Regions from separate parts of the Mus musculus genome. Here regions 1, 2, 3 and 5 are each linked to region 4. Evidence: chromatin contacts called from public Hi-C and promoter capture Hi-C data. All regions are on one chromosome and are shown on one strand. Each heading gives the region's core, a stretch centred on a gene start, on an enhancer-like site or on the middle of the called end of the contact. The rest is flanking DNA. Distances are from core to core; before and after follow the strand shown. Region 1 holds the start of Tmeff2 (transmembrane protein with EGF-like and two follistatin-like domains 2). Region 2 overlaps Gm17767 (predicted gene, 17767). Region 3 holds the start of Uxs1 (UDP-glucuronate decarboxylase 1). Region 4 holds the start of Slc39a10 (solute carrier family 39 (zinc transporter), member 10). Region 5 holds the start of 9330175M20Rik (RIKEN cDNA 9330175M20 gene).

Region 1 (2,700 bases), core at 148-2,647, 4.1 Mb after region 4:
AAAGAGAAAGGGGAAAGCTTTTGAAAGAAAGGAAGAAGGAGAGAAGGAGAAAGGAAAGAGAAATAGAGCAGGAGTATATATGTATAATGTGAATGAAAAAATACCATAAATAACTGAATGATACAAACGCAAAAGGAAACCTCTTTGGTGCAAGGCACCAAGAACCCTGTGACTGCAGTAGTGACCTGAGTCGTAGGAGACAGACTCTTCTCTCCATCTATGTCCCAAAAAGCTCTGGGCCCTGAGAACTAACATGCCATTAAGCTAAAGAGTGTGTCTAACTGCGTGGAGTGCAGCAGAAGGAAGGCTGATATCTCTCTGCTGTTTCTGCTGGGGCTAAGGAGAACCAAGCGGAGGTAGTGACTCCTGCCGGGCTAGGCTCCCTTGCCTCTCCCAGGTAGCTGGGGATCCACAGACAAGGTGTAAAACGCCCAAGTCTAACGCCCAATCACTCCAAGCTCTCCTCCGGGATGCCGCTTCTCTGTGGATTCGCCCTGTAACCCATTCTCAGCTTGGATTCAGAGAAGTCTCTCGCTGCTCCTCCGGCCTCCTGTCCAGACCAAAATTGACCTTCCAACAACATTTTGTTGAACCTTTTAGACAGCCCCACAAATAGGTTCCGGTCTGTACCTTACCAAAGAGCTCCAGGGAAAGAGAATCAAATCTAGCAGGCTGAGCTGCGGAGAGCCTGGAAGGGATAGGAGGCACAGGGAGAATGGGGAGAGCCAGCGAAACTGGCTGCTCCAGCCTGGCGAGCACTGTCGGGCTTGCTCGGGGAGCTAGCTGCTGCTGCTGCTTTAAGCCACCAGAGTCTTTTGGCTCTCGCACTGCCGCCTCTTGCCCTCTTTTCTCTGCCACCGCCTAGAGAAGCATCCTAATGCTTCTTAAGCTACCAGGACATGCCCAGCCTGGATCTCTTTCCCGGACCGGCGGCGCCAACGGGACGCCCTCTGCTCCCTACCCGCTTCCCCTATTGCCCTGTGGCTGCGGGTCCTCCACCTACTCCGCCCCCACCACATCCAGCTGGAAGACAAGGCCACCCAGCCGCAGCGGGTGCTGTCAGCCCGGGGTCACGCACAGAAGAGAGGCGCGAGCCTGGACCTCGCACACAGTAGGGGGCGTCATGGAGCAGAGAAGCCAGGCAAGTGGGAGAAAGAACGTGGGAGTAGCCGCCCTGAAGCCTGAGCTTCTCCCAGGAGCCATCCCGCCTAGACCCACTCGGGTTAGAGCCTAGAGAACTAGCCCATCTGTGGCATCAGTGGCCGCCTCCTCCTTGCACCTCCTCACCGACCCCTCCCTCCCGGGACCTGCATCGCGCTCCGCCAATCAGAGTCCGACTGCCGCTTCCCACGTGACCCCGGGCGGGCTAAGGACCTGCTGCTTCCCAAACGCCAGAGGGATGCGGGCGGCAGAGCGCGAGAGGCGGCGGCTGGGCTGCGGGGCGCTGTGACTGTCCCTCCACCCAGTCTGGTCGCGCTCTTCTCTTCGGCCGATTGGCCGCCTCCTCTCCGCACCCTGGTTTCTGTCTCCTGCTCCTCCTTTGCCCCGACCCTGTTCCTTATGGCAGCAGCTCCTTGCATCGGGGGCGCAGCTTCTCAGCGGACTATCCTCTCACTCCGCAGGCTGAGCCCGGTCACTGGATGTTGCTGAAACTCCGGAGATCATGCTCTCCTTTGGTCGCAGTATCACCGCCGGCTGTCCCTGCCGCCGCCCCCTCCTCTGCTGCCGCGGTCCGCGGGATGCTCAGTAGCCCGCTGCGTGGCCCCTGCGATCCCGTGTTCTTCAGAAGCCTTTGGTTGCTGCAGAGTTGCGCGAAGTAGTCATGGTGCTGTGGGAGTCCCCGCGGCAGTGCAGCAGCTGGACACTTTGCGAGGGCTTCTGCTGGCTGCTGCTGCTGCCCGTGACGCTGCTTATCATAGCCCGCCCGGTAAAACTCGCTGCTTTCCCTACCTCCTTAAGTGACTGCCAAACGCCCACCGGCTGGAACTGCTCCGGTAAGTCCAGACCCTCAGCCCTCTACTTCACTTCTCCAAGCGCGGAACCCGCACAGACCTGTCTACTCTCATATGTCTGCCCAGCCACTGCCTGAAACCCAGAACTTCCCACCTCAATCCTGAGAAACATTGAGAACTGCTTCAGCTAAGGCTGGGCGTGCTGGGATAGGAACAAAGTACAGGTGTGGGGAACCATAGATGTTTGCCCCTTTCAAATCGGAGGATTTAGAGAAATACTACAGAGGTAGTTCTCCATCCTGGGGGAAAACACTAACGCAGAACATTTCCCATCATTAAAAAAAATAAAAATAAAAATAAAAGAGTCTAGCCTGGATGTGCGAAAAATAACTTTATGAGAAAGAACAATCAAGAAAGCAATAAATCAAATGATGACTGCAGGGAAACTGTTAAGGCTGCCGAAAATGCTTCTGAATGCAGGGGTTTTCTAGTCAGCACTGGGCCACAGATAATTCTAAGGAGGCAAGTTTCCAGGAACGGAGTCTCTCTCTCTCTCTCTCTCTCTCTCTCTCTCTCTCTCTCTCTCTCTCTCTCTCTCTCTCTCTCTTCCTCCTCTCCTCTCCTCTCCTCCCCTCCCCTCCCCTCCCCTGCCCTCCCTTCTCCTCTCCTCTCCTCCCCTCTCCTCTTCCTCCCCCTTTTCTTTCTCTTTTCTCCTCTAGCTTGTTCTGTCTATACCTCCCTAGCTCTC
Region 2 (2,700 bases), core at 55-2,554, 4.7 Mb after region 4:
TCTGTTAATGTCTGTCACAGTCTCTCATTACCAGAGAACAGAACTCACAGTGAGAGCTTCTGTCATAATGCGGGTGAAAAATAACAAGCTGGATTTTAAAGAGACAGTTATTATTGTACTTGTTTTTGGTTGGGCATAGAAATAAGCCATCAAGGAGCATGTATATTGTGCATAAACACAGATATACAGTTTTGCAAAGGAAAATTGTATTGTCATAGAAGTGTGACCATAAAGTAACGAGATTAATTTCCTTGCCACACATGTGGAAACCACTTATCATTCTGTGCATGGACATTTTCTGTAGTTGTGCCTCAAATACAGCAACATTTAAATAGCTAGCCTCGCAAATTTACCAGAGCCCTTTCTCAAGTCAACACCCAACCAGGTTAGCTTTAGGATTCTCATGAATGCTCCGAAACCTCCATGTCCATGACTATAATAGCCAGGTTTGGCAGACATGAAGTATGAGAGTACAAAACACAGAAAGAGCCAAACTGAGGGGGCAGCCACCTACCCCTATGGGCTCTGTTGGCCTCTGGCCAGTTGAACTAAGAGCTCAGAAAGTTTCTGTCCCCGTGCCTCTGACACCTGGAAGTCTGACATTCTTCACCAGGCAGTTTATTGATGTTATCTCTAATCCCTACAGCCACTCACAAATGTGCCCATTATTATCATCATTACCGAGTTACAGATGAGGAATAGACTCAAAAAGGTTAAACGACTCGCCTAAGGGCCCACAGGCACTAAGTGAGCACAGATTAGAACTTCTGTCTAATTACTAATCTTCTGTCTCATTACCAAGCCTGTGACTCAAAGACAAAGCCCTTCATGCCACAATTAACGCTGAAAATGTAAACAGGGGTGCCAGAGGATGCTTAAGAGCTTGTAGCTCACAATGAAGATAACCAGAAGTAACCAGAAGTCCAGTGGGCCTAAGTGTGTAGCACAGCCTCCCACAGCTCTGCCCAAGGATGCTCAAAGAAGTCTGCTTTAATTCCATCCACTGAGACAAAACTTGCTTTCATTCTGGGTCTTCAAAGGTAGCAAACACTGTTAAATTGCCCAGTTGACATATGGGAAATACTGTCAAGAAAATACCTAAATTATCAAAGGGAACTAAATTTTTTGTTTGTTCTGACAGAGTGCATTGGAGCTGTGTTCCCCTTCTCTTGCAAATGCCCTCTTGGCTCTTGGTCTCTCACAACCTTAGTCCCTTTTCATAGATAGTTCTACAGAGTGGAAGCAGCATTCTCAACGAGTAGATGTCAGCTGGGGTTCAGCCTGGTTGAGTTCAGTTTTGGAGGAAGACAACCCCAAGGTCTTTGATGTTATAAATGCTGAGGTATCATGCCCAGTCAAGCTTTCAGGAAACATACCAAGTTAGTCTTAATAGCTTCCTCCCCAAACACCAAAAATAAAAACAGAGAGAGAAAGAAGGGGGAGCAGAAAGATGACCAGAATAACATCTGGGGTCGCTGTCAGCCCCGCTCAGAACCCTTGTCTCTGTGTATCCTGTTCTGTGTGTCCTTGCCTCTGTGTGTACTGCTTAGCTCCAGGGATATCTAAAGTCGGAGGCCACTAAGACCTCAAGTCTACGAAGTAGTGATTCATAAAATTAAGAAAGAGAAACCAGTACTGACAACACTGTTAGGCAAAATTGTATTAAAATGCAACAATGTCAAAGGCTTCTGGTGGGGGAGTGGCTATTTGTTAAAGTAAAATTATTCTAATCACAAGGGATTGTCTTACTTTGATGCTTCTCATACTGATTCTTCGGTAACAACACCAACATCAACAGAAAGGAAATAAAGAGGGGGAGGGGCTTGCTATTAGTGCAGCTCAAAATCCCAGAGCTGGAATATGGACTTTCTCTCCAATGACAAAGTGACTCATGATATAGATGGCATCAGATTTTATTTGTCTGATGTTACAGGTCAGACACGTGAAATCTGACACAACAGAAAGAGCGTAAAGAAAGGCAATCTGAATTTAAAATTCAAAAATAGTATATATACTATTTTTGAATATATACTATTTTGACTTGGGTCCTAATCCTTATGAATTTAACCAGGTAATTTCAGCTAGTTAGGGGAAAGGGGTGGTGTCATATCCCTAAAATCTCAGTGTTGAGGAGGCTGGAACATAACACTAATTGTCTAAAAAGGAAATTACTTGGTTTACCTCTTCCACATAGGACACAGTCTACCTGGGTTAGCATATCAGAAACCATTTTGACAAGTGTGTATCCTCAGGGCCTATCTTATTACTGTAACTCAATAAATCATGACCAAGTCTTAAACAAGTGCCCTGGCCTCAGTTAACCAATCTATACAATGATATTCTTGCATAAGTGATCTGCAAAGCTCTTCCAGATTTTAAAAGTATGTATTTATAGGATAAAAGAAATGATTGCTCAATATATAAGCACAAAAATTATGGTATATCCATAGAAATGGATTAATCATCTCTCAGCAATAGATATAAAAAAAGAATGAACCTTAGCTACACACAACAATGCGGATGAATCTATAAATATTTGTGCTGAGTGAAATAAACCAGACAAGAAAAAAAAAAAAAGGAGAAAAAAAGCTTTCATTTACATAAAACCCTAGAAGGAGGACCCTAGCAAAGATAAAGAGATTTTTCCCCCTGGGGCATTGTGAAACTTTCAGGACGAGAGATGTGATTGAGCTGATAATT
Region 3 (2,700 bases), core at 24-2,523, 3.0 Mb before region 4:
GCTGCTGCTGCTGCTCCTCCTCCTCCTGCTCCTCCTCCTCCTCCTCCTCCTCCTCCTCCTCCTCCTCCTCCTCCTCCTCCTCTTGCAACAGCTGAGCTGTAGCAGCCAGTCTGCATCCTACTAACACCATCATCCCATCAGTTGAACCCACGTTCCAAAGTACCTACTCACCTGGGAATCAGACCCTGGAAACTCAATCACTTAGCAGTTTTCATTCGAGTATGTTTGCCTGGGTGGCCAGGATTCAGAAGGAGCTCACTCACTCTGAGAGCTATTTTTAGCCCAATTTTGGTACTTGGTAAAGTAGTAATAGCTGTTATATCCAGTTGCACAGAGCAAAAACAAACAAACAAACACCAAAAAACTAGACTTTGCCTTCTCTGAGAAGCTGAGGGCCCCTCAAGATAAACAGGCTAAGGATCCAATTGACACCCGCCCCGCCTGCCCCCTATGCTGTGCCTCCTTCCGCGACACGCTGGAGGAGTACCTGGTGGCGCGGGAGGAGAGTGGGGAGCGGGGAGTGTGAGACAGGATATCAGAGCATGGCCACACAGGGCATCCACGGAGAATGGCAACACTCAGCTGCTGAGTAATTTTCCTGCGGAGCAAACAGTCGGAGCAGGGACCCTGCCAATAGCTATAATATTTTTATCCTACTTAACCAGCACCGTCCCCAAGGATGTCCCCGCGCCGCACTCTCCAGGTTCACCCTAACCCTAACCCTGGGTGCTGTGGACAGCACAGCACAGCGGTTCGGGTCAGTACGAGCTGGCGGGCGCTGCGAGGTTGGCCGAGTCCGCAGTGTCTACAGCTCGGGGAACGTGTCCACCGCGTCCCGGGCAAAGGCCCCAACACCGGCCACCGGTCCGACGCCGGGCCTACGCGGAAGCGGGCAGCAAGCAAAGCGGCCAGCGGCTCCACAGCACAAGTTCAGCCTCGTGGAAGCTGTGAACCGGTCCCCGGCCCTGAACAGCCTGCTGCTCGGCCGCAGCGCCCGCTCCCCGCCGCGCGGGAATGAATGGGCTCCCGCCCACCGCGCACGCACTCACAGGCGGCGTAGGCGAACAGCGCGATGCCGAGCAGAAGCTTCATCCTCCTGCGGTTGACTGAAGAGACAAGGCGCAACAGCCCCTTGCTCACCATGCCCGGGAACCGCTCGGGTCCGGGGCCTGCCGCGCCGGCCAGCCGCAGCACAATGCGCGGCGGCCCGAGCCCCGCCCCCGTGCACCAGCCCCACCCCCGCGCGCCCGGCTTCCTGCCGGCTAAACCACTGCGCTCGCGCGGCTGGGTCCCGGCCTCCGGCTCCGCCCACAGCCGTGCCCCGCCCTCATCCTCCTTTTCCCCGCAAGCGCAGTGTAATCCCTGAGTTTTCAGGATGGTGTCAATCAACCAGGGATGGGTGGGCACAGTGGGTGGCTCGGAGCGCGCATGCGCAGCCCAGTGTGCTTGCCCCCTTTTCGCTGCTGGGGTAGCGTTCGACGTTTGGCGCGGATCTCGGAAGTTCGCCTGCAACTTGCAGGGCGCTTGCGCGTTCTTAGTCCTACACGGCCGGCTGGGCTGTGGCCTCGCGCTGTTGGAGATGAAGAACTGGTTTGCTGTAATTGGTGTGTCTTGACAGTGAACAGTTGAGTTTCTATGAGTGCGGGGCTAGTAAGTTGCCTTCTTAGCTGTTCTTTTTGCAAGGCAGGAAAGTGATAAATCCCAAACGCGCCGGTGAATCGACAACACTTCTCTTCATTTTCTTTATTTTAAAGATGAAGGGTATATTATCATGAAGAGGTTGTTAATCGTTGGAATTTAGGACAAACCACACTGCAGTGGGAACAGCAGAAATGAGCAGGGATCATTTCTGGTACAAAGTGTATGGGAATAATTTCAGAACAACAGACACTTTGCCTGATCATAGTTACCAAAAGCGAGACAGAATGCTCTGGTTATGTCTTCTCCTTAAGCATAGCACAATGAGATCTGAGGTACTTTTCCTCTCAGATGTTTGAATATTAATGAGACTCAGTGTTGGCAGACAGTTTCACATTCATAACAACCCTGATAAAAGATAGAAACATGAGGGCTGCTTGAAGACCTATGAAGAAAGGGTTGCCATCTTCAGATTGTATGAGTGTACTGTAATGTTGGGATGTCTGCATGGTTAAGGAGGGAAGAACATAGACCGGAGACTGTGACTCTGGATTTTCATGTCTCCATCTGTAAGTCATTTCCAATTCAGGAATTTTCTGGTGAGTTTTAAGAACTAAAAACTATCCATTGAAAGGACAATTTAGAGCAAAAGCTCCACATCCTATCAAATAGGCAGACTCTTGTCAAAAGTAACTACATTAATAGTGTAGAACACAGAGGTTCCTAAAAGTGACCCATAAAACTTTGCTTTGAGCAATAGTGATAGGAAATGGTGAATTAATCAGTTGATTTTGGACTGTATCACCCAGTACTGTATTGTACCTGTCAAGCTATATCCTAAGGGAATGCATACAAAGAGTCTTCAGAAACACATGTTCTGCTAGGCCTTAGGGTATTTGATAGAATCAGAAAAGTCCTCTTTCCTTAAGATACCTTCCATCCATCTGTCAGGAAATTGTCATAATAAATGCATACCCTTTTGTCTGTAACATTGTACAGATCTATGGTGTATATCTTAAGTGCATCCAGGAAAGGAAATGGAGTTGAATGATATTCCCTGTG
Region 4 (2,700 bases), core at 3-2,502:
TCCCAAGGTCCAGGAGAAATGACTCACAAGGTACTCAAATACTTGTAGATTACGGGAATCCTAACATTACTCTGTACACAGAAGTTCTGCTTTGTTTAGGCTTCCCAATAGCACTGTTAACAATTCTAAGCCTCCAGCTCTTGTATTACTTTTTCTTAATTACCATTAGATACACATCCAAAAAGAAAACATACAAGAAACCTGTCACCCGCTAGTTACCGCACTTAACGGAGACATAAATAAGTTTCTAGGAGACGGTGGGTTGTACTGTCTTTTAACTCATGCTTTGTGTCACTTGGAGCAGACACTGGGGTGAAGGACCCTTCCAAATCGGTGGCGGGGCGTCCTGCGGTGAGATTTCTTCCACGTGCCCAGCTCCTTAAACTCGGCCCATGTGGACAGGCTCCCACGTGAACGCGTCTTCTCAGAAGCCGCAGGAAGCCCTTCCACGTCACGCCACCCGACGCCTCGCCAGGCTGGAGAGTTCCGAAGACCCCCCCCCCCCCAAGGGAGGAGCGAAGCGTGGAGCGGATGCGGACCCCGCGGTGGGCCGGCCACTTCCCTCCGCTCCCAACCGCGCCCACGCCACCCTACACCCCGGTGGCCGGGAACAAAGCCCGCGGCCGCACCACGGTCGCCCCACAACCCGGCTCCGGGACCCGTGGGCTGCGCCACACGCAGTTCCCGCGCGCCCCACCGAGCCTTTTCGGTTGGCCCGGAGCTGAGCGGCCGCCGTCCGTTACCCCCCGCAGACGAGCCCCTGGGACCTGCCTCGGGTCCCGGGTCCCCCGTACGGCGGCCGCGGGAAGCCCGCGCAGCCCTCAACCGGCGCTGCCCGCTCCGCGGCCCCGCAGCAGGCCGTGGGGCGCGGGTCCCCCACCGCCGACGCGGCACACTCGGCTGGCCCCAGCCTCACGCGCCGCTCTCCTGCTCGCCGCCACCGCCTGCAGCAGCTGCGAACACACGCGTCCCAACCCAGAGGCCCCGGTGCCAGCCCCAACCCGGCCGCCCAGCCTCCCCAGCCGTCCCGGGACTCCCAGGCTCCGCCGCGCACGGGGCCGGTTCTGGGGGAGGGAATGTAAACAAATCGGGGTTTTATAGTTACCTCACACTCGAGTGCCGTGTGCATCTCCTCTCCGCTCGGTACCAAACCCCGGCTGCACCCAGTCGTGTATTCTCCAAAGCCGCCTGCGCTATCTGCGTCGCGGAGCCTAGCGCGAGAGCCGGCGCTCTACGCCGACGGCGCACTCAGCCTGCTCCGGCTCCCTGCGCAGCCGCACCCTGGCCGCCTCAGCGCTACGCCGGCGGCGCACCCGGCCCGCTCGGGCGCCCTGCGCAGCCGCACCTCGGCCTGATCGGCGCTACGCCGGCGGCGCACCGGCAGCGTTCAGCCATTCACTTCGCGGACGCGCCTGGCGTAGGAGAGCGGCGGCACCGGCGGGAGCTACACCGACTGGCGGCAACTGGAAGAAATTAGATCTACGCAAATTGCGGAGCTCTGTAGCTCCGCGCTAGTTTTGTTCTGAGAAAGGACTCCTCGGGGATTGGGGGGAGTTGGGGCGGCTTTTAACGCATGCGTGGAACGGCCTTGGTCGCCTCGCCTGGCCTCGCACGTCGGTTGCTGAGGCCTTGGGCTAGCGGATGAGACGTAGAAGCCTGGAGAACGAGCGTCCTAGGCCGAAGTTTCGGAGTGATCAATTAGGATTGCTGATCTGTACACGGGTTAGACATCTATATTAAATTAACTCCGCCCCCTCTGTCCCAGCGACCGTGCCAGTCTCTGGGCAAAACTAAACTTTAGTGCTATGTGCAAAGTGTTTTGCATAACTCCCCCCACCGCACCCCCATTTAAAGAGCACTTACAGTGGGACTTCCCAAACAGAAAGGAGTTGAGTTTAAAAATGTCACGTAGTTCTGGTAGCTTTGGGTACCCATCCAAGGACTTCCCACCACCTTCTCTTACTGGAACAGTTTTACACCCAAAGGCAAGCCCCCCCCCCCCCATCCGCCCAGCAACACCGGTGCATTCATGCTTATATCCTGCCTGTTCTTGGATCCCTTTGCTCACACCGCCATTCTCAATGGCCTCCTCCCCTCTTAAGCAACTAACAACCCACAATTTTCTTAAAAGGAGGCTCGGCAAACTCTTTGCTTCATTATTCATTACTCTGCTTCCTGACTCTTAATTCATGTCTAGGCTTATTTGTATTCTGCCCAGATGCCTGTGTTTCTGTATTCAAGCTGAGCGTATTTACTAGTGAAAGTGAATTCTGGCCTTGCTTTATGGATGAACAGAGTGCATATAACTCTGAGCAGTAGTAATTGCCAGCTTTATGTATCAGGTACCTCCAGCATGCTTTGCGTGTGTATTAATTTAATATTCCTAACAGACTGAAGAATGACTACCCAGGAAATAAAGTCATAGGAAATAAGTAACTTGCCTGAGAGAACCGAGGAGGGGCATAGAAAGCCAAACCTATTCGGTATGGCTACGTGGCCTGTCTCGCTGACTTGAACTCCATGAAAGAAGCTGTTTTGCCTTTTGTTTTCTACCTGTACACGGAACATCTTTCGAGTGCTTAATGAGTGGCTAAAACCACAGTGAGCTTCTTCTACTCCTCTTTCTCTGCTGTCAAAGGAAGACATTCTGATAAGTCCTCAGGCCTCAACATTAGTGGAAGAAGATAGCAGAGTGACCAC
Region 5 (2,700 bases), core at 58-2,557, 4.5 Mb after region 4:
CTTTAAGCTTCGGGTCATATAGAAAGAGTACAAGCAATACATTCGTGTTGAATGAGTGCCATAAAAATTAAAATTGGGGCTGGAGAGATGGCCCAGTCAAGAAAGTATGTACCTGCCAAATAAGTATAAGGAGCTGAATTCAGATTCTCCAGCACCCATGTGAAACAGTAGGGTCCAGCAGCAGCATCCATTAGTAATCCCAGTACTGGGGAGGCAGATGCAGTCCTAGGGATTTCTGGCCAGCTAGTTTAGTCAAAAGAATGAGTCCTAGAGTCAGTGAGAGGCCTGTTTCAAAAAATAAGGTGAAGTAATTGAGAAAGACATCTGAAAAAAAAAAAGACATAAAGAGATCTATACACACACGCACACACACACATTAGGAAGAGACCTAACTCATATTGGGCATGCTGTAGGGTAGCCATTCTTATTTATTCTAATAAGGACCATCTAGTTCTAGAAGCTGGGGTTAAAGCATTCTTATTTAAAAGAAAATTCTCCAGTAATTCTAGGTTTACTTAGAGACACAGGGTTAAGAACAATTGCATAGGGACTGAACGTTTAGGAGGTGGGGTGGCAGGAGACGAGTGAGTCACAGATTGCTTAAAAAGCCAAAGTAGCCCTTATGCAGAGAACAGATGACTTTGGAGGGAGCTTGAACCCACACTTACTCTGTTCACCCAGCATTTCAGGAGCAGCCGGGTCTTTTCACAGCCTCTGGGCTTTGTCCCTGCCTCTGCACACCCACGGACAGTGTGCTGGCTGGCAACAGATTTACAACAGTGGGCTGCTGTCTGTCGGAAATCTTTGACTGGGGCAAGCTGGAATATGACCCCTTTCTCCTTCAAGTTTATCATCAATCAATGGTGCTCTGCCAACTCTATCAAGAGGATCCTAATCTCTTTTGCCCTTACGCTTCAAGAAAAGATTAGGCAGCAATCAAGAGCTTCTTGCCGGTAGGTTCACAAGGACTTTTCACACAAGGGCAAACACCCAGTAGGCTCCCAGAAAGCATCCCACTCAAGGGAGAGTAAATAGGTGATTGGATGCGGGTGCTTTTTGTCCCTGCGAAAGAAGACAACTTCCTGTGTATCATCAAAGATATTCGTGCCCTAGAATCTCTACTTTCTCCTGTGTTTGAATATAACGCTATAAGATAATGTTGGGATTCATGCAGCCCCGCTTTACTCCATTGATAGTAAGTCAGGACCATACCTAAACGAGTGGCTGAGCCTGGGTAAATGTCAAGGCAGTCACTTTTCAGACGGAGCTGTGGGCTTCGTGGCGTGCTTGTCCTTCTGTACCGTTCCTGATCACCTCCGGGAGTGGCCACCAAACGGAGCTCACAGTCACTGCCCCACATTTCATTGTTTCCCATGTGCCTTTAAGGAATCACTCTTGATCTCAGTCATAAAATTGGAAAGCCACACAACTGACAAGATGATCCCCCCAAGGCAGCTGAAATATGGGGTAGATTGAAACCGACAGTTAATTTGTAGCAGTAAAAAATAATGATATCATCATAAAACAAGTTTAAGATTAGACGAGGCTCAAACACTGTGCGCCCACAGGATATATAGATGGGTATTGTCGAGCTTAAATAACAAAGCAAAACAAAACTGAACCTCCCGGCTTCACTGGGCGAACCCTGTGTGCTCTTTTATGGTACACTACCGCCATCTGCTGGCTGGAACCAATAAAAGTCTAGCAGTCTCCTAAATCCTGGAATATTCCACTGTGCAGAGCCTGCTGTTAATTGCTATACACACGGAAACATATTTTTAACCTCCCAATATCAGTAAAATGATACAAATAAATCAGAGCTCCCTAGAATAACAAACAAATGAAAGAACCTAAGAGGCTAAAGACTGCCAAAGCGCCCCCCCCCCATCTGCCTGCCTCCAAGCTGCCCTTGCTTCAGGAGTACATCCCTAGCACATTGCCTTGTTAGCCCTGAGCTCCCTACACGCATTTTGCTTCCGCCTTCCTCCTCTCCAGATGCCTTCTCTCCCAGGCATCCTACAACCAGCACTTCAGTGATAGGCAAAGCAGCAGCTCTCAGCTAAAAACAGCCTCCTCCTGCAGATCTTAGGGAGGAAAACCACAGGCACTTGTCTTGTTCAGGGAAAGCAAAGCCCCAGTTGCATTAAGTGAGAAAAGGAACCGTAGGCTTTCAGAACCCTCTGAGCAGCGTTTTGCATGTTTTCCTCGGGGTTTACCTTACATTATGTCTGGATGCTCTAACGTGGCAACAAGTGTTCTTAAGAGGCAGAAAGGATAGAGGCTTTATAAGCAAATAAAATCTAGCCACTATAAAACCCTCCCCATTTTATAGTGTGTGCTCAATCTTACCACTTTAGACTTTCTGTTACTGTCACCACAGGCCTCGGGATACCAAACTCTCCGGGAATAAAGGAGCCCTTACTTAGCACATCTTCCTTCTTCAACATGACTTGTGGGTTGTTTTTGTTTGCTCGTTCGTTTGTTCATTTGTTTTTATTTTTTTAATTGCCTACAATTTCATTTTCTCCAAGTTAGCACGTAGTCATTGTGTAATAGAACATTTTATAAAAAGGCTTTCGAATTTTTACTTATTTAGAGAGCTTTTTATGTCACTCACACCACCATGCCCACCATTAGACAACAATGGCCTTTAAGCAAAATGTCTTGGTTTTGCTTTGTTCCTCTGGGAGAGAAGTGGTA

What was found. Promoter capture Hi-C pulls out the DNA fragments that hold promoters and counts their contacts. Hi-C and Micro-C count contacts between places; a contact is called where the count stands out from the background.
Region 1: a Hi-C map of cerebellum shows a contact between it and region 4, with 2.3 times the contacts expected there. The contact joins the promoter of Tmeff2 here to the promoter of Slc39a10 in region 4. A contact is called at or near these places in 2 of 39 promoter capture datasets (cranial neural crest and second pharyngeal arch cranial neural crest) and 4 of 484 Hi-C or Micro-C datasets (cerebellum, cerebral cortex and cortical neurons).
Region 2: a promoter capture Hi-C map of pre-B cells shows a contact between it and region 4. The contact joins the enhancer-like site here to the promoter of Slc39a10 in region 4. A contact is called at or near these places in 2 of 39 promoter capture datasets (cranial neural crest and pre-B cells), 3 of 484 Hi-C or Micro-C datasets (CD8 T cells, adipose-derived mesenchymal stem cells and cerebral cortex) and 1 of 115 datasets of contacts at active chromatin or transcription factors (astrocytes).
Region 3: a contact with region 4 is called in a Hi-C map of uterus, with 7 times the contacts expected there. The contact joins the promoter of Uxs1 here to the promoter of Slc39a10 in region 4. A contact is called at or near these places in 2 of 484 Hi-C or Micro-C datasets (muscle stem cells and uterus).
Region 5: a contact with region 4 is called in a promoter capture Hi-C map of hippocampal neurons, with 4 times the contacts expected there. The contact joins the promoter of 9330175M20Rik here to the promoter of Slc39a10 in region 4. A contact is called at or near these places in 5 of 39 promoter capture datasets (cranial neural crest, frontonasal cranial neural crest, hippocampal neurons and 2 more) and 5 of 484 Hi-C or Micro-C datasets (cerebellum, cerebral cortex, cortical neurons and 1 more).

The regions. Positions count from the first base shown.
Region 1 is chr1:50,926,126-50,928,825 of GRCm38.p6, forward strand. It overlaps Tmeff2 (transmembrane protein with EGF-like and two follistatin-like domains 2), which reads left to right and starts at 1,398. Exons shown (of 10, transcript NM_019790.4): 1 at 1,398-1,994. The coding sequence starts at 1,823.
Region 2 is chr1:51,591,222-51,593,921 of GRCm38.p6, forward strand. All of the region lies in intron 1 of Gm17767 (predicted gene, 17767), which reads right to left. Among named protein-coding and RNA genes, the nearest start is that of Gm17767, 4.1 kb to the right of the region's middle. Within about 2 kb of position 1,305, at least 20 of the 459 cell types and tissues checked have an H3K27ac peak or open chromatin away from gene starts, as enhancers often do. A contact at or near this core is called in pre-B cells, where this site is marked.
Region 3 is chr1:43,826,566-43,829,265 of GRCm38.p6, forward strand. It overlaps Uxs1 (UDP-glucuronate decarboxylase 1), which reads right to left and starts at 1,274. Exons shown (of 15, transcript NM_026430.4): 1 at 1,050-1,274. The coding sequence starts at 1,143.
Region 4 is chr1:46,852,366-46,855,065 of GRCm38.p6, forward strand. Slc39a10 (solute carrier family 39 (zinc transporter), member 10) reads right to left here and starts at 1,253. Exons shown (of 10, transcript NM_172653.3): 1 at 1,106-1,253.
Region 5 is chr1:51,332,472-51,335,171 of GRCm38.p6, forward strand. 9330175M20Rik (RIKEN cDNA 9330175M20 gene) reads right to left here and starts at 1,308. Exons shown (of 5, transcript NR_045151.2): 1 at 1,213-1,308.